7 separate regions of the Mus musculus genome follow, and regions 2, 3, 4, 5, 6 and 7 are each linked to region 1. Evidence: chromatin contacts called from public Hi-C, HiCAR-type, HiChIP or PLAC-seq, Micro-C and promoter capture Hi-C data. All regions are on one chromosome and are shown on one strand. Each heading gives the region's core, a stretch centred on a gene start, on an enhancer-like site or on the middle of the called end of the contact. The rest is flanking DNA. Distances are from core to core; before and after follow the strand shown.

Region 1 (3,264 bases), core at 439-2,938:
GCTCCACATTTCTCTGAGATTTCCTTTCCACATAGGGACATCATTTAGGAGAGGCCCAGAGACCTCAGAACAGATAGAAGATGGGGCCACCCGAGCTTTGAAGCTGATCTCAGAGGGCCTACGAATGCAATACGTTTCTCTCTTCTTGTCTAACAGGAGAGCATCGATCTTCTCCCTAGGGACCGAACCGACCTTCCTTCTAATGCAGCATGAACTAATGTCATGCATTAATATTGTAAACCTGACGGGCTGTAGGATCTCCTAGGAAACAAGTCTCCCAGCACACCTGTGAGAGATTATCTAGATTAGGTTAGCCTCTGGACACGCCTCGAAGGGATTATCCAGATTAGGTTAATTGAGATAGGAAGACCCATTTTTAACTAACTGTGGGCAGTACTGTTCCACGGGTTGATAGGGAGTTTGTTCCACATAGCTAAACACCCGGGAGATGCTACTGTCTTGTGGCTGCGCACTCTCTGTCTCTAGGGCTTTCTCGTGTCAAGGTCCTAACCCCCGCCCTCCCACCCCCCAACCCACGGACCCATCTCAAGCTGGTGCAGAATCTAATCTTCTCCCCAAACCACCCAGACCCCCGAGAGCAACAGGGTATGGATAGACACCAGCTGGGAGTTGAGGGAGGGAACTTTGCCTTCAAAGCAGGGAGTCACCCACCCTCTCCTTTAGAGGCATCATCTAAACCTCAGTGTCCGCGTGCAAACAATAAATAGACTGTAATCCTAACGACACCGAGGGACTAGAGAAACCCGCGGGGAAGGGGCTGGAGACCCAGCCGCTGGGGCGGGGGCTTGGGGTGGGAGGGCGCTGGTTTTGAACTCTGTCCCTTGGCCCAGCCAGTTTCCACATTGTCACTCCACATTGTCTCCTACTTAGGTATTATTTTCTCTGGACCTCAGTTTCTTTGTGTACAAATTGGGAACTATGGTTTCCACTTCTTACGGGTTGCGAGAAAGAAAATTTCATCTGTAAAGTGCTGAGCGGGTGCCAGATCCCAGCTAATGTTTGCTATTCATAGCCTCCCGGCTCACGGAGATAGAACGGGTCCAGCCCGCCGGAAGCATGGGGGGTTCACTCCCCGCCCCTCAAAACAAAGTCTCTTTTTTCACACCTGATGCAGACCCTCAGCAGCAGAGGCTAGATGCTCCCTGGCGGACTAAGGGGAAAAGGTGCTCTGTGCCCAAGGCTCCATACAGGACTCAGGTGTGCTCTCGGCCTAGTCTCCCGTCCTAAGCCCCTACTCCCGCCCACGCTCACCCATCCCATCCCACCCCATGCCCCCGCTCCCTCCTACGCTCTCTTGTATCACACTAATCCCCTCCCCCACCTCCGATCTCTCAGAATCGGGGTGCTTACTCCCACTCGCCCCAAGACTCTGTGGCCCGCGGGCTCCCCCGTGTGCCCATCACGCGCGCTGCAGCGGTCTTTAGGTCCTAAGTGACCTGAAACTAAACCAAGGGTTCTAGCAGGCGACCAGGGGGCGCGTCCAGAGGACGGCAGAGAACTCTAGGACACTCGCAGCCCGATCCGCCGGCTCCCTGTCTGCAGCAGTGCTCCAGCCTTCGGGGTGGGCAAAGCTTCTGTGCCATTACCGGGTCCCGCCCGCGCGGGGGCCCCTTTAAGGGAGTGGGCGGGGCGATGTTTATTAGCATACATTAGCATGGCCCTGCCCCGGAGGCGGGCGGGCGCGCGGCTCAGTCCCGCGGAGCGGAGCGGTGCGGGCGCGGAGCCGAGCGAGGCGCGGAGCTGGCTGCTGGCGGGTGCGGGGACCCTCGCCACCCGACCTGGGAGAGCGGGATGGGACGCCGCCCGCGGGGACCTGGGTCCCCCCGGGGACCTGGCCCTCCACGCCCCGGGCCGGGGCTGCCACCACTGCTGCTTGTACTGGCGCTGGCGGCCCATGGGGGCTGCGCAGCGCCCGCGCCCCGCGCGGAGGACCTCAGCCTCGGGGTGGTGAGTGAACGACAGGGGCACGGGACCCTGGGCACTCGGGAGCCGAGTCCCCAGGCGCTCACGAGGTGCAAGGGAGAAGGGAGACTCGCCCTTGCTCCTTTCGGAGAGGTGCGCGAATCCCGGTGAGGCGGGGGTGTGGGGGGGAACCCATTTTTAAGACAGAGAAACTGAGGCTGGGGCTCGGGCTGCTCGAGGCTCACGCTTGCAGGTCTAGGAGGATGCCGGTCCCTTTCCCGCTCCGTGCAGTCGTGCGCCGCAGCCGCGGGCGCCCCGGGGAGGTGGTCGCCCAGCCGGAGCCTGGTCTCTGGTTAAAAGCAGCTCCACAGAGACCTCTGGCGGGGTGACCGGTGTCACAGACGCCCGGAGCGGTGCGCCCCGCGAGCTTCGCGGCCGGAGTGGGAGGTCAGGGGCGCGCACCCCAGGCCGGGGACGCGCCTGTGGGCGTCCGGAAAACCTGGGGTTCCCGAGTTTGCCCCGCTGACGATGTTAGAAGAGCCTCCCGCACGGCGAGCGTGCCGCGACCCCGTCTCCCTCCTCCACCGGAGCGATCGGCCTTGTCCCGCCGGTGCGGGTGACAACCTCTGCTGTGTCAAGCCCGCTGCCGTCCCCATCCCGCCAACTCCCACTGCCAGAGCTTAGCTAGGCACTCCAGCTTGGGGACCCGGGTACCGGCTTCTTCCCACCTCTTGCCCACCCTCCTGACTGAAGTCGGGTTTGGAAACCCGCAGGAGACCCGGAAGGTTTCGATCAGACTTTATGGCTCCGCAGGCCCGCGAAGCCCTCTGCAAAGGCGCGCGCGGTGACTAGAGCCCGCTTTCGAGGAGGAGGAGGAGGCCCCGGCCTGGGTTCCTTAGATCTGGAGACCCGGCCAGGCGCGGCTTCCTGATTGGCACAAGCCAGCCAATATCCTAATGGGGTCCTGGCAGAGTCCGCTTTCCACGGGCGGTTGGCAACGAGGACTCCTACACCTCAGGTCTAGGCAAGGTGTCATGGAGATTTCCTGCTGGAGGAGACACTGGGGCGGGAGCAACCTCCAGTTTGGCAACATTTGCCCCTGGATCTGAGAGGGGCAGACTCTGCCACCCCCCAGGCATCTGAGGTGGCAGCGACCCATGCTTTCTCTGCCCACTTGCAGATGTCTGAGGGTCCCCTGAGGTGGCTTCTTCCCACTCCAGTGGCCTCTAAAATAGGGGTTCCTCACGTTCCTGATCCTAGGCTTTCATAGCTGGCTCCCCGATGCCATGAGCATTAGGACATCCAGACCCAGTTCTGGTGGGTGACAACAGAGTCCAGACG
Region 2 (3,264 bases), core at 344-2,843, 460 kb before region 1:
GACTATGAGCTTGCTGTGTGATTGCTGCTACCCCAGTGCCTATGTGAGGCTGGTTTTCTGCGTAATGAAGGTGACATGAACTGGTGCCCAGTTATTGTCTGGAATCAAGGTAGAAGCTGTGTGCAGAAGATAAAATGTGGTTAAATCTCCCTGTCTCCGCACCTTTAGGGTGATATGGCCTTGAAGCTGCTCTCAGCACAGTGCGGAAAGTTCTGGGGAAGACAGCCTGCCAATCAGGGAGCAGGCAGGCAGTAAGGCAGGAGGAGAGGCTGGGGCATTGTGCCATCTTGGTTAAGAATTCACCTTTAGATCCAATGGGAAGTGACTGAGTTTCAGAGTAAGTGGAGAAGCTCTGTGGTATGCTATTAGCTGAGCTGGACACTGGACATCTGAACCAAGGGGGCACTGGGGAAAGTGCAAGGTATCAGAGGAAGAAGGTGACCAGGTCCACAGAGGGGTTTCATGTGGCATGCAGAGAGGACCTGGACAGAAACTAGCCAGGGCATAGGCCAGGATCCTTCATACTAAGACTCTAGGACAGGGGTTCTCAACTTATGGGTCGAGACACACACATCCCCACTGGGGTCACATACCAGATATCTACATTACAATCCATAACTGTTGTGTTAGAAACGTGGCTTGCAGGCGGGTGAGATGGCTTAGCGGTTAAGAGCACTGACTTCTCTTCCAGAGATTCTGAGTTCAAATTCCAGCAAACATATGGTGGCTCACAACCACCTATAATGAGGTCAGATGCCCTCCTCTGGTGTGTCTGAAGACAGCTACAGTGTACTTACATATAATAAATAAATAAATCTTTGAAAAAAAAAAAAAGAAACGCAGCTTGCTTCTGGAAAGACCATGCCAGGCCAGTACAGTTCCAAGTGAGAGAGGTTTATTGTGGGGGGAAGGGGCAAAAGGAGGGCGACAGAGATGAAGGGGGAAAAGAGTGAAGGCCAAGATGCCTTTTATTTAGACTGTGATGTAGTCACTTGCAGGTAGAGGTGGGAGATGAACCAGGTGGACTCTGGGACTCTGTTGCCATGACAACAGATGAGCAGGTCCCTGACGCAAATGGGTGACATCACGGTCATCGCTGCATTCAGAGATGACTCGAGACCGTAAAGGCAGATCCTGACTGTAAAGCCAGTTCTTGATGCCAACAATAACAGTAGCAAAATTACAGTTATGAAGTAACAATGAAAATGATTTTATGGAGGGGGTATTAAAGGGTTGCAGCATTGATTAAGGTTGAGAACAATGTCTTTGAAGTAGCTCGGGTCCTTTTATGGCCCATTTGAAGGAGGTGGCACAGCCTGTTAAGACGTCAGGCCAGGTGCTAACTCTGTACTTTGGAGCTTTATAGACCCTGTATCGGTATCATATTCAACCACTTTTGTTCCATTTCTTCATTTGTAACACAAGAAGGGTAACAGTTACTATTTTGCTGGGAGACAGACGCCTGATGGATCAAAGGAGTCTTCAACAATGAGCTGCAGAATCCTGGGAGACTTGGGTTTGCTCTGTGGGTGCTTCAGCTGAGCTCATAGCTCCTCCTCTGCAAGGTGGGGAAATGCAGCTAGGGAAGATATCAAATTTCTGGATTCTCTCCCACTCCCAAGGCTGGAAACACTTTTGCCTTCGTACTTATGGAGGCTCCATCTGAATTTCAGCGATGGCTCTCAGTGAGGACCGCTTGAGGTCAAGGTTTCCTAGGTAACAGCTCATCCCCCTACCCCCACCCCCATGGGCCTTGGGCCCGTGGCAAGCACCAGGCATCTAGCAGGTTCTTTGAAACGAACACGTGCTGTTTTCCAAGCCAGGGATGCAGAGAGAGACTTGTAAACATCCTCTCCTCATCTGCTCCTCATTTGTTCACTGAAGGGCTTTGTTATTCTCACTTTCAAAGTCAAGCACAATAACGCTTTGGCCCTGCTTAGGATCCAAGTGTTCTTCAGAGCATCAAAATTACTAAAATTACACAATCCCCAGCAGGAAGCTCTGACGTAATCACTGGCAGTCCACAGTGACCCATGGGCAGGGGCACTGTGTGTCCTTCAGAGGGGGGCTGCCCCGTGTCATCTTTGCCAACCCCAGGAGGATGTCTTACACCAAGGCTTATAAAATAGAGGAGGTCCTTTGGAGGCCAGTCTTCCTATTGATGAGAAGGGGGACTCAGAGTCTTCCTAAGGAAGTTTCTGATGGAGCCAGGAGGCTGGCTATTAGTCATTGTGCCACCCCATGTTGGTTAACGTCATATATGCTATGTCAAGCCAGGCCTTTGGATAGTTTGGTGGCTCCTGCCCTGTGAGTTTTTAGATTTTCAATGACCTTCTGAGTGAGTTGCGATTTTATGTCAAAAGTCAGATCTTCCAAGTTCCCATTGGAAACAAAAGAGAATGGCAGCCCCAGCGTCATCTTTTAGTGGCAGGAGGGGGAAGGGGAGCTGCCGCCTAGGCGGAGCACCCACCTTCCTATGCAGCCTAGTCAGCACGGTGGCCTGCCCTCAGTAAAACTAGGTTCCCACGCTGCCTCTTCATTGGCTCTGCAGACCAGGTGCATGGACGCTAGTCTGGCATGACTGTGCTGTTGCCCTGGGCAGCCTCCTTGTTTTAAAGCATTAAAAACCCATAGTGGGGGCTGGCGAGATGGCTCAGTGGTTAAGAGCACCGACTGCTCTTCCAAAGGTCCCGAGTTCAAATCCCAGCAACCACATGGTGGCTCACAACCATCCATAATGAAATCTGACGTCCTCTTCTGGAGTGTCTGAAGACAGCTACAGTGTACTTACATGTAATAAATAAATAAATGTTAAAAAAAAAAAACCCATAGTGAAGTTGAGTCCAAGGAACAGAGGGCTGCCAGGGGCCTCCCACCTCTGCGCATGACCAACCTCCCCGCAGCAGCATCCCAGCCCTGCACTGTGATTGAGTATTGAACCACACTGATGCATGACCAACCTCACCCCTGCAGCACCCACCCCTGCACTATGTAATGGGCCACACTGATGCATGGCCAACCTCACCCCTGCAGCACCCACCCCTGGACTATGTAATGGGCCACACTGATGCATGGCCAACCTCACCCCTGCAGCACCCACCCCTGCACTATGTAATGGGCCACACTGATGCATGGCCAACCTCACCCCTGTAGCAGCCATCCCTGCACTATGCTTCAGAGATGTGCCACCCTAATGTGTGCTTGTTTGGGGAGTGGATATCAGGGTCCATTTCTGATGTTATACATTTTGTCTATTGGGGGGGA
Region 3 (3,264 bases), core at 213-2,712, 450 kb after region 1:
CTTTGGGACGCCTCTTTGTCCTTGTTAGTCATTCCCCTGACTGTGCTGGAGTCTAAACACAGTGTGTTATTTATGCCCTGAACTGGTCCTCCAACTGGGCTGTCAGCTAGCTTGGAGAGTGTGTATTATTCACATCTGAATCACCAGCACCCAGTGGGCAATCACGGTAAGACTGTTGAGCGAGTAACACCATGAACACCATTGTGGGACCCATTCTCCTCAAGACAGGTACAGGGCACCATTCAGTCTTACGTTATGATGACATTTTATTTACTTGATAATTTTTTAATTTAATTTTTTCTTATTTTCAAATACCATCATTCTTGGATGTACCTGTTGAACACACACACACACACACACACACACACACATGTGTTGGTTTTTATGAGACAGAGTTTTCTTTTCTTTTTGTTTTTTTGAGACAGGGTTTCTCTGTGTAGCCCTGGCTGTCCTGGAACTCACTCTGTAGACCAGGCTGCCTTGAACTAAGAACTCAGAAATCTGTCTGTCTCTGCCTCCAAAGTGCTGGGATTAAAGGCATGTGCCACCATACCAGCCAGACACCCTCTATTTCTAATACATTATCCCCTGCAAACCATTTTAACACTCACACCAATCTCAGCACTGGGAGGCAGAGGCAGGCAGATCTCTGAGTCTGAAAGGCTACTTAATGAAAATCTGTCTCTCCCCCCCAACTCCCAATTTTTAACGGTTGTATGGGAAACGGGATCTCTACATAGCCTACGTTGACTAGAATTCACCATGTTGCCCAAGCTGTCCTCAAACTCAAGGCATTCCACCTGCCTCAGCTTCCTACGTGCTTAAACCATTCCCCCAGTTCTATTTCTGTCTGTTGAGACTGGGTTTCTCTTTTCTCTGCCTCCTTCTTTCCCCCTTGTTGGAATTAGAGGCTTGTGCTACCTTGCCTGGCTTATGTTTTTTGTTTTGTTTCATTTTGTTTGGTTTTTTTTTTTTTTTTTTTTTTGGTTTTGTTTTCTGTTTTTTTGAGACAGGGTTTCTCTATGTAGCCCTGGTTGTCCTGGAACTCACTTTGTAGACCAGGCTGGCCTCGAACTCAGAAATCCGCCTGCCTCTGCCTCCCAAGTGCTGGGATTAAAGGCGTGCGCCACCACTGGCCGGCATGTGTTTTTTGTTTTTAACAAAAACAAAAACACAAAGTCTCAAATAGCCCCCATGGCTTGAAAGTCATTATGTAGCTCAGGCTGGCCAGAAACTCCTAACACTTCTCCTGCCTCAGCCTCTCTACTGCTGGGTTTACAGGTATGAGCCAGTATGACCGGTTTAGGGATTTTAATGCGGCCAAGGCAAATCCTAACAAAACCTGCACTACGAAAACGCTCGACAGTCTGAAATTAGACCAGGATAGGGACACCTAGAATTAAGGAAGAACCGGGCGTGCCCCGCAGCGATCCCGGCATGCACCCCGGCGGTCCCAGCGTGCCTTGCGGCACACACACGGAACCGGTGAGCAGAGCAGCGCCGGCGCAACGTGAGACTCTTCTCACGGCGGTTGCGTACGCTGAGGCAGAGGCAACATGGAAGTGTAAGCGACACGACCAGGGGAAGCCAGGATCATCTGGGGACCGCGAAGCGGCCGGCGGCTAGACCTCGGGACCCGCGAGCAGGACGGGTGGGCGGGGTGCACGGGCCGGAAGTGCCTGGAAGTGGGGCGGCAGGGGAGGGACCCTGCTGCTTGGGAACTCGCTCGCCTCCCACATCTTTTGGGGAGGGGAATGTTGAAAGGATAGAGAGGTTTCCTTTTTTTCTTTCTTTTGGTTCTGGGAATGGATCCCAAGACCGTGCACGCGGTCTGGAAGTAGTGCGACCCAGAGATAACGTCCCAGTCATTATCATTACTATCTTGGGATGTGGACTTTGCATACGCTAGGGAAACACTCTACTACTGACTGAGTCATATTCCCAGCCAGCATCATCACCATCATCGTTTTGTGATGGTGGAAATGGTACCCAGGACTTTGCTGGGCAAAGGCTTTGCCACCGACCTGCATCGCCAGCCATTATCGCTATTGTTATTTTGGAAATTTGAGGAAGGTACCCAGGGTTGTGATCGTACTGGGTGTGCTAGTTTTCTTTCGGTTGCTGTGACAAACACCATGACCAAAGCAATTTAGGAATAGAAAGGTTTTTATTACATCTTACACTTCCAGGACACAGTCCATCATTGAGGGAAGTCAGGGCAGGAACTCGAGGCAGGAAACCGAAGCTTCAGAAACAGTTCAAGAACTCTGATGGCTGGTTTACTCTCTGGCATTTTCTAATTTTTGTTTGTTTGTTTGTTTGTTTGTTTTTTTGAGACAGGGTTTCTCTGTGTAGCCCTGGCTGTCCTGGAACTCACTTTGTAAACCAGGTTGGCCTCAAACTCAGAAATTCGTCTGCCTCTGCCTCCCAAGTGCTGGGATTAAAAGCCTGTGCCACCACCAGTTGGCCAGGTTGTACCCTCCTGCATCATTTAATAATCAAGACGATCCCTCATGGACATGCCCATAGACCAGCCTGATAAAAGGCAGTTTGTCATTGAAGCTTCGTCTCCTTTTGATGATTCCAAGCTGTTTCAAGTTGACAGTTAAGACCAACCAGAAAACCAGGCCAAGTTTCCCCCCCACTCCCTCCAGACAAGGTTTTTCGGTAGAGCTCTGGCTGTCCTGGACCACGCTTTTTAGACCAGGCTGGCCTTGAACTCAGATATCCATCTGCCTCTGCCTCCTGAGTGCTGGGACTAAAGGTGTGCGCCACTACCGCCTGGCAACTAGGCAGATTTCTGAACAGTACCCCCAGCTGTTGTTGGGATATACTCTTCTTCCTTCTCCTCATCATTATGGTCATCATTTTGTGATGTTGGGGATGGTACTCACAGTCTTACACATGCTTGGCAGGTACCACTGAATGACAGACACCTTCCACACCGTTATTATCATTGTTATTGTGATGATGATGTGGTGTGGTGCTGGGGATAGAACCTAGGGATGGTAAGCAGGTACTTTATTACTAACACACACACACACACACATACACACACACACACATATACACATACACACACGCACATACACGCACACACACACACACACACATATACACATACACACACGAACATACACACATATTCTCTCTCTCTCTCTCTCTCTCTCTCTCTCTCTCTCTCATGTGGTGTTTGGGATGGAAGGGACCTGAACATGCAGACAGTCACTCTACTAACAACAAAGCTACCTGTCAGCTTATTTT
Region 4 (3,264 bases), core at 554-3,053, 440 kb before region 1:
ATTTATATGTAACCCATTTCCACTGATTGCCCAGGATCCCCGAGGCTGTGAACTGCAGAGACTGCCTGCTGTCTGTCGCCAGCCACCTGATCTCCCTGGAGGTGTCCCCACCACCCACTCTGTCCCAGAACCTATCCGGCTCTCCTCTGATCACTGTGCATCTCAGACACAAACTGGTAAGCGAAAGGCGCTTCCCTCACTGGCTCTCCATACGGTCGGTGGGCATGCCTGTGGCATGGAGTGACGAGCCGTCCGTGGGCCCAGTGCTGGGTAAGGAGCCCATTTTGCTCCCCAGAGTCCATTTCCTTCCAAGTTAGTTCTTGAAGCACATGGCTGAGCCTCACCAATGGTCTGACATTGAGTGAAGACGTTTCTACCTCCTCCCCCAATTCCCTGCCAACCATGTGGCTCTTCTAGGCGACTGCAGCCCTTATGGGTATGCCCCTGGCTTGTGGCAATATTTTATTTGGAGTAGAGGGACAGCTGTCCCAGGGTCACTTAGCAGGCATGGCAGGGTAAGCAAGATGCAGAGCTGAGCTCTGTCATGCGTTGCTTAGGAGCCCAAGAGTGTCGCCTCTGGTTTTGGAAGGATGAGCTATTTGTCGCGATATACTCATTCACACTGAGGTTCTGTCATCTTTATGTAGCTCTGCCTGTAGGGAAGTGCCGTCCTGCGTCTGCTTCTCCCTTTCAGGGTAGCCAGCCCACTGTGCACCAGGCTGGGCTGGAGGGAGAGAAGCTGAGCCAGGCCCGGTGTGCACCGGCAGGATCTTGGTTGGCAGTAAGTGCACAGGTTGTGAACACACCCAGGAACAGCTTTGGAGAACTGGTTCCATTTATTGGGGGGGGGGGACACAAAGGCTGTTTAAACCTTTGAGGGGGTCAGTAGGGGCTATCTGGGTAAATGTATCATTGATGGGGTCCAAGGTGCTGGGGATGCCTCATTTGTATGAGGATAAACTCCAGGAGCTGCTGGACATGACCTTATAAAGAGACAGGAAGTTTAACCTGGCTAATAGCTACATGACCTCCTCTGGTGAGGGACAGAGGACAGGGACCAGGACATGAAGGCCCCAGGGCAGGGTTTCGAATGATCCTATTCCTTTCCATCTCAGGATGAGATTTCTGGGGTTTGGTCACGCTTTGACCCCACTCTTGCTCCAGGCTTGGTCCTCCCAGGCCCACAGCTCCCTGGACCCATAGGTGAGAATGGCAGATTATGGGCTCTGATGGGCTGTTGTTCCTACGATGCTCATGTGGTCGTGTGCATGCTCACTTCTTCCTGTGCATCTCTCAAAGGCTTGTAGCTGGCACCTAGCATCTCAGGAGTGCTGCTGAGCACACAGCAGAGGGTCCCCAAGGCCTTGGGAACCTCAGTGTTCCGGGTGAAGCTCCTGGAGAGGGAACTCAAGGATGATAGCAGAGATCAGGAAGCCGGAAGGAGGCATATTGGAAACCACAGTCAGGGCCACCTTCTGGAGGCAGGAAAAGGTGGAACAGGAAGGGGGGACAAGAGCCATGGAGGGCAGAGGGCAGGCAAGCTGGCCCAGAACCAGGGTTTTATGGCATCCATACACCCAGGAGAGCACACCTGTTTGTGCAGATGTGTTGATGTGTACACGCGGGCCTGCATACGCTCAGGCTGGCCGGAACAAAGAAATCCAAGGTGTTAGGCACAAGTTTGTTTCCACACTCTTCCAAGGGAGGCATTCCTGCTTTTCTCCCTCTTGTTTGCCTTGAAAGTGTCTCCAGGCTGTTGCCGGAAACCCTGGCTTTGCCAGCTGCACAGCAGTGCTGCTTGGTCCCACCCCCTAACCTGGTTTACAGGGCTCCCAGTATTACGCAATCTCCTCATAGCACAGAAGCTGGTCCTCTGGAGAGTTCACATCTACCTACAAAGAGATTCCTTGCTCTCCTTGCTTCTAACAGACCTTTCCTCTTGCCTTTCCCCTCTGGTGTCCCCTGGCCATGCCATGGGGGTGTGGAGGGAGGGAGGGAGGAGGGGCAGGAGAAGTCTCTTGGGTTGTTGTCATGGTGGGTGACAGTGACAGATTCCAGCCCCTCACTCCACTCCATCTCTTTTGGAGTCATGTGTTTGTGTGTTTGTGTGTGTGTGTGTGTGTGTGTGTGTGTGTGTGACTCGCTTCTGGAGATGGAGTTTTTATAAGTAGTCCAGGACAGACTAACACAGAGCCTTAAAGAATGATTATCCCACTATGGTCTTATGGGACTCCTCAGCAGCAGTCAAACAGAGTTCACCACCCAGATGTGCGCTCTGCCCAGCATACCCTGACTGGAATGTAGGTGCAGGAAATGGATGGAGAGGGCTGGAATGATCACGGGGAGGCAGCAGGAGGGCAGGATGCCCGCCTGCCTGCACATGCGTGCGCCGACTGGTCCGGTTGGAAAGGAGATGACGGCTTATGGGAGTAGGGAGACTCAGACAACCAAGGCCTCCAAAGAGCAGGTGAAGCACTGAGAACTGACCTGAATGGGACTGTCTGTTCTGGGATCGATCGATCGTATGTGCTTCCCTCTCAAAGGCAGGAGAAGACTGGTCTGTCTCGAGTGCTGAGTCTACTTAAGAAGGTAGTGGTGGGGGTCAGCGAGGCACCTCAGGGGATAGGGGCATCTGCCACCAGATCCAACAATCTGAATTTTATGCCGGGGACTCACATGGTAGAAGGACAGAGCTGGCTCCTACAAGTTATCCTTTAATCTATGCCTGTGTGTGCACATGCAAACACACACACACGTACCTATGCACACACACACGTGCACACACATATGCACACATACACAGTGCGCACACACATACACACATGTGCACACTCATGTACAAATAATGCTCACATACGTTCACGTGTGCACACACACACGCACACACACACATACTCACACACATACATAGGCACTCACACACACTTGCATACACGCACACACATGTACAAATAATGAATACACACATACTCATGCACCCATGCATGTGCACGCACACACACATAAATAAAAATGTAATTTTAAAAAATGAAGCCAATGGTGGACCCCTGGCTTTGCCCTCCCCATCCCCTAGCTCCCTATCTTGTCTGGAGGCTTGCAGGCTACCATTAGGGAAGCCAGCCTGAGAGGAAGAGATGACCTTCCATTGCGGTGGGATTACAGGCCCTGCCCTCCCAGTGCTGTTGGTGGTCTCGTGGAGAACTCCACTTCTGCTTCCTGTGAAGTTCTGGGAAGGTGCCAGTTTGCAAACCAGAGGGGCGGGGG
Region 5 (3,264 bases), core at 265-2,764, 370 kb before region 1:
ATTTCTTTCTTTTTTTTTAAAGGCATTTTTCTGGACATAGGTTGCACACAAGGTTACATGCCAGAAGGGGCCTCAGGTATTCATTTAACCTCCGTCTGTCTGTGCTTAGAAAGCTAACGTCATCTCCAGTGCTTGAAAGCTGAGAGCTTTGGCCTAGAATTCCTATTCCTAATTTTCTTTGACATCGGGCCCTGTTCTCACTGGCCATCATTGAGAGATACAGAAGACCCCTATACACTTCGAAGGGGACCAGCTCCGTCAACGTCTGTCCACTGTACCCCAGAATCCCACATCTGAGGCACTCACTACATATAGACTCAAGTTCAGTGGTGAACCTCTGGAAGCTGTTAACCTTGGGAAGATTGAGCTTCTAGTAGGCTATGGTGGATGGAGAAGCACCCATGGGGTCATGGGACACCTTGTGTGGGGGAATGGAGTCAGGACAACCTCAGCTCCACTCCACTCCTGATGCTGTGGTTGGCAGAGTAACAGTCCCTTAGGTGTTCACTGGAATCCCCAGAACCTGAGCATGTCACCAGTCTGGGGAAAGATACTGTGGGACTGGATCCAAGAAGGAGCTTGGAGGACCCAGGGTGGGGCAGCATCAATCACCACATGACTCCATCTGGAAGGATAATTGCCAGGTAGACCGCCCCCAGTGAGCTAGAAGGAAGAAACAGCTTTGAGGACAGAGATGTAAGCTACAGGGAACACGGGACCCAGCAAGTTGGTAAAGCCTCAACTGGCAGCCATAGGGGAAGAGGGACCTCAGCGTTAAAGCCACAAGCACCCAATTCTCCTACACCCTGAGGGCTTCCCCTCAGATCTCCAGAGAGGCGAGCAACCCTGAGCTATGACCTATGTGTCCGATTTCTGACCCATAAAACAGGGAGAAACCTCTGAGCCGTGACGTGAGAGGTCATTTTTGAGGTCGGAGATGTGGGAGGCCGCGTTTCTGAACGCAGAGGAAAACTGCTCCGAGCTGGTAGCATTCATTGTCAGGGGCGGGGCTGACCTTGAGATTGACAAGAGTCAGGCAGGAGAAGGGCGTGTCCAGGAGGGACCAGCACAGCATTTTGCAGAGTCCTGACAGGCGCATCAGATGAGCAAGGGCCTCGTGAGGGAGTCGCCCCCCCACCAACCCCCTTGCAGGACCGATGCTGCCATTTGTAAACAAACTTGGTGGAGACCCAGCACAGAAAGCTCTTGGATCTGCTAGAGTGTTTTCGTTGCTAGAGTGTTTTTGGTTTTGGTTTTTTTTTTTTTTTCCCTGTTACGATTACCATGTTTTGTGCCTTTCCCATCCCGACTGTGAAAACCATACATCTGAAGATTGATTTTGTTAAGAAAACTGCTCTTTATGATCTGGGCTTTCACACATTCACAGGCGCTCCCGAGGGCCATTTATCCTCTCGCTGGCAGGGCTGAGCCACACACCATCACTTACAGAGCAGCGGGGAATTCCTCTTTGTCATCTCAGGTGCAGGAGTGAGTCCCAGAACATTGTCTGCATCCTGTGGGGAGAGGCACTGTCCTTTCTGGAGCCCATATGGATTTCATGATGACAGCCTGTGTCCAGGACAAGACTTAGCTGGGTGGAGCCTGGAACTTTGCTCCCCGCCCCCCCCCCCCCCCCCCCGTCCTCCCCCTCACCATTGGCTTCTATGACTGCACCAGGGCCAGACCTCTCTTGTGTGGAGTTTGAGCACAAGAACTGGGCTAAGTTCTGTGAATTAAACTCAGGTGGCAGAGATTCAGGGGAGGCAGAGGCAGTGAGATATGACAGGGTGACATCTGCTCCGCCAGAATCCCAGCTGGAGGCTAATTTGACTCCATCTAAAATATTTTGAATTCTATTTCCAGATAATTAATGCTTTCTCATCCGTGTGTCACATCTCAGCTGTGTCCCTTGGTGTCCAGCCTCACCACTGGCATCTCCTTTGCATCTCGGCGAGAAAGCCACAGTCCCCAACCCCATGTCTGGGAGGTGAAGCCACAGCAGCCGCCCTCCTGCCCCCCAGTGCCTGGGCCTTCCTAAGATAATAGTGAGCTGGGTTATAGGGGCAGGAGACAAAGGGGTAGTTCCTCCCATGGGGGAGGGGCAGGCCCAGCTGTAAGGGCGCTCTGAGGAACTGGAGTTCATTGCAGTAGCTACCCAGGCAAGGAGATGCTCTCCGTAACAGAGTGCAGTTTAACAAGGTTGAAAACAGAACGGAGGCTTTGGACTCCACGGTCCAGCTGGACCCGCTAGATTAGGATCACACTGCCAACACCCACAGACACAAGCCCATGTGGAGCACTGCCCAGGACAGACCTTTGTTTTTTGATTTGTTTCAAATGATTAACAACACAAGAGTTGACTGAAGCTAGTCACAGAGGGGAGGAAGAGAGCAGAGATAGACGAACACACTGAGCCATGCACTTTCAAGAGCTGTTAGAAAAAGAAGTCCTGAGGGAAAGACTTTTAGAATGAAATAAAGAAAAAAAAAAAAAGATACCAAACTTTCAGACCATGGGGGAAAGCAGCTCCGTCAGGGTAATATACTGCTGTGAGCATCAACGTTAAAAGAGAAAAGGGCAAATCTATGATCTGACTTCATACTCTAAAAATGAGCAAAATAAAAGCTAAAACTAGTGGGAGAAAGGGATTGGAGGGCACAGCAGAGATAAAACAAAACAAAACAAAACAAAAAATCAGCCAACTCAGCAAAACCAATACCCCCCCCACACACACACACCCACACACACACACACAAAGACAAAACCAAACAAAACAACCTTCCAAACAATTGGAGGCTGGACAGATGGCTTAGTGACTAAGTCTACACACTGCTCTTGAATAGGTTCTTAGCATGGGGGTTTGGGACCTCCCAAGAACATGTCACTCCAGCTCCAAGGGATCTGCTGCCCTCTTCTGGACTCCTTGAGTACCTGCACTCATATTCGCTCACACACAAGCACACAGATAATTTTTTTTGTTTTGTTTTGTTTTTCGAGACAGGGTTTCTCTGTATAGTCCCCTCCGCTCCCCCAAGGTGTTCTGTAGACCAGGCTGGCCTTGAACTCAGAAATCTGCCTGCCTTTGCCTCCCATGTGCTGGGATTAAAGGCGTGTGCCACCACTGCCCAGCTATAAATTTTTTTCTTAAAAGAAACTGCTAAGTCTCCCTCCCTCCCTTCTCCCTCCCTCCTTCCCTCCTTCCCTCCCTGCTTCTCACCCACCCTCCTCAGCAAAGTTCCAAGGAACAAGATCAACACAAACCCA
Region 6 (3,264 bases), core at 197-2,696, 360 kb after region 1:
CAGAGAAAATGAAAAAAAAAAAACCCCAAACAAAACAAACAGACACCCAGTTTATTAGCTTGCTTAAAGCTGCAAAAAATTGGGGTGATTTGTTATCCAACATTGTATAATTAATTGAAGAACATTACTTATTAATCAAAATCACTAGGTGATGCCCCCAAAGCCTAAGAGCTGCATTGAAGCAAAAGCTAGCAATCTCCATCAACAGCTTGTTTCTTTGTAGACACAGATATCCTTACATGGGTTTTCCTGTCCAGTTTTGACAGCAAGGAAGCTCAGAATCAGTTATGGCTCAATTTTAACAATTTTGCAAGCCTCTATGACCTCCTCACGTTTCGTTTTCTTCTGATTTCCCTTTTTCCAAGTTTTTGAGCTTTTTTTTTAAAGTTCATTTTTATCCTTTTAGTATGGATTATGTTAAAGCCACATCAAATCCAAATTATAGAGAAGTATTCATGAACCCATTTAAAAATAGGTTTTTTTAAATGTAAAAATAGTTTTGCGCATTTAAGAAAAAAGTTTCTCACATGTTGAACACAAGACGCCTGGAGGTGGTGCCTGGGGAAGATCATGTCACACAAACGTGTCTCTGGAGCTCTGGAGCCATTGGTCAGGGACAATTTGGATTGGATAAGAAATATCAAGTGATAACGACGGAAATGTGTGTGTGTGCAGAAAGGCAACTGATTGCTACCAGGAGCCAAGGGCTTGCCCAGTCAAGCATTGTAGTAGTATCTTTGAAATCGATCCCTTGTAACAGACCCTAAGATTAAGCCAAACCACCTCTCGCCTCACCCCTTTCCTAGGCCACACCCCTCATCCTTCCTGGTCACGCCCCTGCCCCATCCAGCACACCAGAGTTTTTGCGCTCCGCCCCTTCCCTTCGCTCCCGCCCCACCTTGTTCCGCCTCCCTTCTGACCGCGCCCTCCAGTGTAACGAACCCCATTTCTCAGCACCACCCTTCACTTGCGCCACGCAACCCTGGCTGCTTACAACCTCCGCCTCTTCCCCGCCCGCGCGCGGTTTTCCCACCCGCCCCTTTAAAATCAAACCACGCCCACCGTCAGCCACGCCCTCCGCATGCGCCGCACCACCTCCCCGCTGTTGCGCGCTCCGCCTCCTCCCTCCACACTTATGAGCGGCTTTCTCGCTCCGCCCCAATTCTGGTCAAGCTCCGCCCCTCCTCAAGCCCTTCCCTCTTTCAGACCCCGCCCTCCGCATGCGCCGCACCGCCTCCCTGGCGGTTGCGCGCTCCGCCCCTCCCTCTGTGTCCGCGCGCGCCTTCCCCGCCCAGTCCGCCTCACTCCTCTCGGGGCGGTTGGGCCGCGCGCCTGTGGGGGCGGGGCCCGGAGGAGGCGACCGAGCCAATGGGGCGCGGCGGTGGTGGCGGCGGCGGCGGCGGCGGCGGAGGCGGTGGCGGCAGCGGCGGCGGCTGGGTCGGGCCCCGACGGGCGGCGGCGTCTGAGGTGGAGGCGGAGGGAGGCGGCGGCGGCGGCGGAGGGGGGAAGATGGCGGCGCCCGTCCTGCTGAGAGTGTCGGTGCCGCGTTGGGAACGGGTGGCCCGGTATGCAGTGTGCGCCGCCGGGATCCTGCTCTCCATCTACGCCTACCACGTGGAGCGGGAGAAGGAGAGGGACCCGGAGCACCGGGCCCTCTGCGACCTGGGGCCCTGGGTGAAGTGCTCCGCCGCCCTGGCCTCCAGGTAGCCCGGCTTGAGTGAGGGGAGCGCGACGCGGGCGGCGGCGGGGGGCGGGGAGCGCGCGGGGAGCTCCGGCCTGAGAGAGCGGGGCCCGGGCCGCGACCCGGACGGCGGTGACCGGGGGGCGGCGGCTGAGGGCAGGCCTCCGGGATGAGGTGGCACAGTGCAGCCGGGAGGGCGCGGGCGCGTCCTGGCCGGTGTGACTTTTCTCCCTGTTGTCGCCGAGAGAGGCGTGTGAAGACCCCCGATGCAGAGATCGGCGAAGCCAGCATTCATCCCCGGGGTCTTGGGACCTCTGCTACCCCGGGGCTATATGTCCGGTGGCTTTTATCACTATCCTCTGGGTTGTTCGGGACAGGTGTTTTCGGTGCTCAGGCCTCTTTGTACTCAGAGTTAAGGAGAATTGGCAGCCTTCTGGAGGCGACAGTGACATTTGCGGGTAGACACGCATTTGACCCTACTCTGGAAGAGGAAGGTACCAGCACTTAACCCTATCTGATTTCTTGGATTTTTCTCCCTTGTGTATTTCACGAAGTGTGCCCAGCAGGGGGAAAATGGCCAGAGTTCGGGTCTACTTTAAGTTTAGAGTAAACGATGAGTACCTTGTGTATAGTGATATTTTAGGTACTACGATGACTGTTATTTTATGAAAGGATCTGAGTTGTGACCCACACTGGCCTGAAACTCATCGGACTATAACCTCTACAGCTATTCCCCTGCCTCAGTCTTTTGAGTAGGGAAATACAAGCATGCACCACCGTGGGTGACTTAGAATGACTTTTACATGTTGCTGATTAGTATTAGCGGAATAATCCGCAAGAGATTAGATTTACGAAACTTTGCTAAGCAGGTTTATTTAAACAATTTTTTGTTTCTTGAAAATACCATCGATTTTTTTTCCTGTTAACATTTTATGTAGTGTGCTAGCTTTTTTTCTTAGAAAAAAGTATTTTACACTTTTAAAAAAGGCTTTTTAAAAAACTGATAGCAGTCATCAAAACCAGCAAAAGTGAAAAGAATTATTGCAGAATAGATAGTTTGACATTTTAATAGAGAGTCCTACCCCTAATATTTTGATGTTTGTTAACAGTGCTTAACATTTCACTACATTCCCTCCTTTTGATAAATGCTAGGGAGACACAAATGTATATAGCTCACTAGTTTATTTTGCCCTCCATATTGGTGGAGGAGTATTTGAAGAAGCTAGGGTTGGAGTTTCTTATCTGCAAACTTAAGGCTGTTGATCTTTCCCACTTAGCCCTTTTCATAGACCAGCTAGGCTAGGCTAGCTCGTGCTTATAAGTGGAATTCCTGTAACTTTTTAGTAGAAAAATGGTTGTCATTATGGCCTCATTAAGCAGTTTTGTTTTTTTTTTTTAAATGCATTGAGTTTATAGTGCAGAATGTATCTGTGATGAAGAGCCCTCAGGAGTTTTATTTGCATCCAGGTTGAGGCCTCCTAGACTTTCTTTTAGACTAGACACCTTGAGAACCACTAAGTGTATCGTGCTTCTATTGCACATATTTATGTTGGGAGTGGGGTAGCACACACACTTATGGAGGT
Region 7 (3,264 bases), core at 533-3,032, 340 kb before region 1:
CCCTCTAGCCCTGTTCTCCATTCAAAAGGGGTCCCCTCTCAGGCCATCACACTTTTGCTGTATCTGAAGCACTTGTCCTTGTCACCTGGGTCTCTCTGGAGTGACAGAGTAGGAATCCATGGCTGTTCTCCTTCCTTTGGGGCAGACACACACACACACACACAGAGAGACAGAGACAGAGAGACAGAGAGAGATGGAGAGAGAGAGAGAATCAGAGACAGAGACAGACAGACAGACAGACAGAGCACATGTTTGAGAACACTTCCGCTAGCCTCACCCTTTGAAAGCTTACTGTCCTCCATAGCACCACAGACTGAGGGCAAAGCCAGCATCCTCAGCCTAGCATTCTGGGTACATATCCATGCTATAAACTGAGATGTACTCTTCAGAGATTTTGGTTCTGGAAACCCCATGCTGGGCAAAGAAGAGAAGCGGTCACACTCCCATGGAGGTAAGGATACTGTCTTAGTCAGGGCTTCTATTCCTGCACAAACATCATGACCAAGAAGCAAGTTGAGGAGGAAAGGGTTTATTCGGCTTAGACTTCCATACTGCTGTTCATCACCAAAGGAAGTCAGGACTGGAACTCAAGCAGGTCAGGAAGCAGGAGCTGATGCAGAGGCCATGGAGGGATGTTCTTTACTGGCTTGCTTCCCCTGGCTTGCTCAAGCCTGCTCTCTTATAGAACTCAAGACTACCAGCCCAGAGATGGTCCCACCCACAAGGGGCCTTTCCCCCTTGATCACTAACTGAGAAAATGCCTTACAGCTGGATCTCATGGAGGCATTTCCCCAACTGAAGCTCCTTTCTCTGTGATAACTCCAGCTGTGTCAAGTTGACACAAAACTAGCCAGTACAGATACTATACTGTCTCAGATGCCTCCTGCCAGTGACAGGCACCTTGGTGCTAGCCTCTAGCTCTGTGACCTAGGTGAGGCCTACCACTTCTCCAGGCCTCTGTTTCCCCTTCTGTAGGATGAAGAAATTGGCCTGATTTCAAATCTCCAGTCCCGGCGTCCCCCGCACCTTCCGTGCTCCCAGCATGGCCTCCTCGATATTTCTCTTTTAAACCTCACTTCTGTTCCAGCTAAACTTTTCATTAGCATGACGGGAAACCGCTCTTGGCTGGAAGCAGAGGAAGCCCCAGCAGGATGTGGATAAGGTGGCTTTGCCACCGTTATTCGGAAGTGTTTATGAGGTGACAAGCCTGAAGACGGCTCAGGGTGAAACTTCAGCACCCTGAGGCACATGAAGCCCAGGCAGCCCCCTGCAGCTCCGATAAGCTGGGAGCATAGGGCCAGGTTCTCACTCTGCCAGGCTTCTGTTGGCCTCTGGAGGTTGGATCTCTCAGGAGGCTCCTGGAGATGCAGATCTTGTGATGTCACCTAGCAGTGACCTCGAACCTCAGTATCTTCCACTGACCACGTGCCACTCACAGCCTACTGAGCTGCCCACATTTCCTGGAGCCTTTGCTTCTGTGTTCTAAGCCCCAAAGGACAATTCTTGGCTCCCTTTCCCAGGAATTAGCAAATCAAAGGGTATGCTTCACAGGGTCTTTAATTCCCTCTTCCTTGGAGGCCAAGGAGATGCAGGAAGGAGTGCCCGGTAGAGCTTCATTTAAAACCTCAAGGTCAAGCTCACAGAGACCCTGCCCATGGTGCTGGTTGCTACAGTTTCAAGGGCAAAAAGCCCAGGTCTCACATCAGAGCTTGCTTTAAACAGTCTGGGAGTCAGGGCTGCCTTGCTATTCCTGTGAAAGATGTAACCTTGATTCCTCCTCTAGTAATAAAATGTTCCCAGGACCTCAATGGCGGCTGAAAACAACCGGGGCAGATGCTTAAAACTCCCCCCCCCCAACCAACTGGGGAGGTGACTCAGCTTGTAAAGAGCTTGCCTTGCATGTGAAGGGCCTGAGTTTGGTCCTCAGGGCCCATGTAAAATGCCAGCTGCATGAGGCATGTGTACTTGCTCTCCTGACACAGAAGAGGTGGAGAAATGTAGGTTCCTAGGCTGTGGAGCCATTGAGCCTAGCCTACTTGATGACTCCAGGGTCTCAATGAGAGACCCTGCCTCAAACAAACAATGCAAACTACACCAGAGGAATGGCAGCTCAGGTGTTGTCTGGCATCTCCTTGTACATGGACATACATGTACACATGAACCTGTATGTACACACACACACACACACACACACACATATGCATCTTACACACAAACGCTTCCAGGATCTTCCAGTTCACCCCCAGAAACCTGCTAACCTGCTGGTCTAGCCATGGCTAAGGAAGTGAACTGGATCATAGCCACATTGAAAGAAGCCTTGGTCACAGAAGATGAAGAATCCCAGAATTGTAGATTCCAAAGCAGTTTTGCATGTGAGACAATAAGCAAGAGCAGGTGACACTCCAGGCACAGTCTGGGAGTGTCAAACATCAGCCCTCCAGGGGACTCATTAATGAAAGGGGGACTTAGCACAAGTATTTCGTGCCACAAAGAACCGCCCCAGGCCGGGAGGGACCTCCCCCCACCTCTCACCTGCATCACTTTCATTGTGGCCTGTTGTGGATGCCACACGATTTTGCCTGCCTGGCATCTTGTTCCAAGTCTTGAACTAAAATCCTGATATTGCTTTGGGCAGCTCCGCTGTCCCCATCCAATCACCCGCTGCCACCCCTCTGCCTTGTCCTCGGGGCTGCATAGCCATAGCCTCCCCCTCAAAGGAAAAGTGGGACACGGAGAGATTTGGAGCAGGCGCTTCTGAGATCTGAGCAGCCTGCCCAGGTAAACAGGCATGTTGGGCCAATTGAGAACAGATCAAGTAAATTAAGTAGACCCAGTCCCCAGCATGTAAACTTCCCCAGGAGGGTGATGTCACTATCCCTCGGGGGTGCTTCTTCTCCCCTTAGCTATAAAGAGAACATCTTGAGGGCCCCTCCTGGTTTCTGTCACCAGCTCAGAGCTGCAATTGCTTGCCAAGGGCTCTTTTCACCTGAGCCAGATGCTCTCTCTGAGCGCTGCAGAAACCTCTTTCTCTTAATAAAACGTCTCAATTGCTATGTCCAACCGTATGTCTCTGGTGCAATTCTTTGTCGGGGGACACAATCACCTGGAAGCTTGAGCAGATGCCCGGGGAGTCAAATAGACATCTATCACCATACCCAGCTGCAATCCCTTTTATCTACCTTGCTCAGAGTTTCTGACCTGGCCCCTTAAATTAACCCTTGAGTTCACCTTAATCCCATTGTTTGTTCTCACTTAACAACATGG

Evidence for each region. Promoter capture Hi-C pulls out the DNA fragments that hold promoters and counts their contacts. A called contact is a pair of places that touch in the nucleus more often than the background predicts. HiCAR-type assays count read pairs that join an accessible place to other places. HiChIP or PLAC-seq counts read pairs in DNA pulled down with a chosen protein or histone mark.
Region 2: a contact with region 1 is called in a Hi-C map of cortical neurons. The contact joins the enhancer-like site here to the promoter of Mmp17 in region 1. A contact is called at or near these places in 5 of 39 promoter capture datasets (the HPC-7 cell line, HPC-7-derived erythroid cells, the SN4741 cell line and 3 more), 3 of 484 Hi-C or Micro-C datasets (cerebral cortex, cortical neurons and embryonic stem cells) and 10 of 115 datasets of contacts at active chromatin or transcription factors (astrocytes, craniofacial prominence, embryonic basal ganglia and 7 more).
Region 3: a promoter capture Hi-C map of pre-B cells shows a contact between it and region 1, with 3 times the contacts expected there. The contact joins the promoter of Crcp here to the promoter of Mmp17 in region 1. A contact is called at or near these places in 2 of 39 promoter capture datasets (cranial neural crest and pre-B cells).
Region 4: a Hi-C map of cerebral cortex shows a contact between it and region 1, with 2.4 times the contacts expected there. The contact joins the enhancer-like site here to the promoter of Mmp17 in region 1. A contact is called at or near these places in 5 of 39 promoter capture datasets (the SN4741 cell line, cranial neural crest, embryonic stem cells and 1 more), 4 of 484 Hi-C or Micro-C datasets (DN2 thymocytes, cerebral cortex, cortical neurons and 1 more), 16 of 115 datasets of contacts at active chromatin or transcription factors (SST interneurons, craniofacial prominence, embryonic basal ganglia and 9 more) and 2 of 9 other capture datasets (liver and pancreatic islet).
Region 5: a contact with region 1 is called in an H3K4me3 HiChIP or PLAC-seq map of neural tube, with 4 times the contacts expected there. The contact joins the enhancer-like site here to the promoter of Mmp17 in region 1. A contact is called at or near these places in 8 of 39 promoter capture datasets (the C10 cell line, the HPC-7 cell line, the SN4741 cell line and 4 more), 3 of 484 Hi-C or Micro-C datasets (the N1E-115 cell line, cortical neurons and embryonic stem cells), 17 of 115 datasets of contacts at active chromatin or transcription factors (SST interneurons, craniofacial prominence, differentiating embryonic stem cells and 9 more) and 3 of 9 other capture datasets (embryonic stem cells, liver and pancreatic islet).
Region 6: a contact with region 1 is called in a Micro-C map of embryonic stem cells, with 4 times the contacts expected there. The contact joins the promoter of Vkorc1l1 here to the promoter of Mmp17 in region 1. A contact is called at or near these places in 2 of 39 promoter capture datasets (neutrophils and pre-B cells) and 4 of 484 Hi-C or Micro-C datasets (CD4 T cells, CD8 T cells, embryonic stem cells and 1 more).
Region 7: a HiCAR-type map of embryonic stem cells shows a contact between it and region 1, with 4 times the contacts expected there. The contact joins the enhancer-like site here to the promoter of Mmp17 in region 1. A contact is called at or near these places in 1 of 39 promoter capture datasets (embryonic stem cells), 2 of 15 datasets of contacts at CTCF or cohesin (embryonic stem cells and stem cell-derived epiblast-like cells), 10 of 484 Hi-C or Micro-C datasets (the G1E-ER4 cell line, the N1E-115 cell line, brain and 5 more), 15 of 115 datasets of contacts at active chromatin or transcription factors (VIP interneurons, astrocytes, craniofacial prominence and 8 more) and 1 of 9 other capture datasets (embryonic stem cells).

The regions. Positions count from the first base shown.
Region 1 is chr5:129,582,481-129,585,744 of GRCm38.p6, forward strand. It overlaps Mmp17 (matrix metallopeptidase 17), which reads left to right and starts at 1,689. Exons shown (of 10, transcript NM_011846.5): 1 at 1,689-1,968. The coding sequence starts at 1,813.
Region 2 is chr5:129,122,723-129,125,986 of GRCm38.p6, forward strand. All of the region lies in intron 5 of Adgrd1 (adhesion G protein-coupled receptor D1), which reads left to right. Among named protein-coding and RNA genes, the nearest start is that of Gm46923, 7.7 kb to the left of the region's middle. Within about 2 kb of position 1,594, at least 23 of the 459 cell types and tissues checked have an H3K27ac peak or open chromatin away from gene starts, as enhancers often do. A contact at or near this core is called in cerebral cortex and cortical neurons, where this site is marked.
Region 3 is chr5:130,027,844-130,031,107 of GRCm38.p6, forward strand. It overlaps Crcp (calcitonin gene-related peptide-receptor component protein), which reads left to right and starts at 1,463. Exons shown (of 6, transcript NM_007761.2): 1 at 1,463-1,564. The coding sequence starts at 1,557. Gm40334 (a long non-coding RNA gene) reads right to left here and starts at 265. Exons shown (of 3, transcript XR_868562.1): 1 at 1-265.
Region 4 is chr5:129,143,933-129,147,196 of GRCm38.p6, forward strand. Adgrd1 (adhesion G protein-coupled receptor D1) reads left to right here. Exons shown (of 25, transcript NM_001347486.1): 13 at 35-176. Among named protein-coding and RNA genes, the nearest start is that of Gm46923, 29 kb to the left of the region's middle. Within about 2 kb of position 1,804, at least 27 of the 459 cell types and tissues checked have an H3K27ac peak or open chromatin away from gene starts, as enhancers often do. A contact at or near this core is called in SST interneurons, cerebral cortex and pancreatic islet, where this site is marked.
Region 5 is chr5:129,216,652-129,219,915 of GRCm38.p6, forward strand. No RefSeq gene overlaps it. Among named protein-coding and RNA genes, the nearest start is that of Gm34145, 90 kb to the right of the region's middle. Within about 2 kb of position 1,515, at least 26 of the 459 cell types and tissues checked have an H3K27ac peak or open chromatin away from gene starts, as enhancers often do. A contact at or near this core is called in the N1E-115 cell line and neural tube, where this site is marked.
Region 6 is chr5:129,940,663-129,943,926 of GRCm38.p6, forward strand. It overlaps Vkorc1l1 (vitamin K epoxide reductase complex, subunit 1-like 1), which reads left to right and starts at 1,447. Exons shown (of 3, transcript NM_027121.4): 1 at 1,447-1,703. The coding sequence starts at 1,510.
Region 7 is chr5:129,240,884-129,244,147 of GRCm38.p6, forward strand. No RefSeq gene overlaps it. Among named protein-coding and RNA genes, the nearest start is that of Gm34145, 65 kb to the right of the region's middle. Within about 2 kb of position 1,783, at least 8 of the 459 cell types and tissues checked have an H3K27ac peak or open chromatin away from gene starts, as enhancers often do. A contact at or near this core is called in embryonic stem cells, where this site is marked.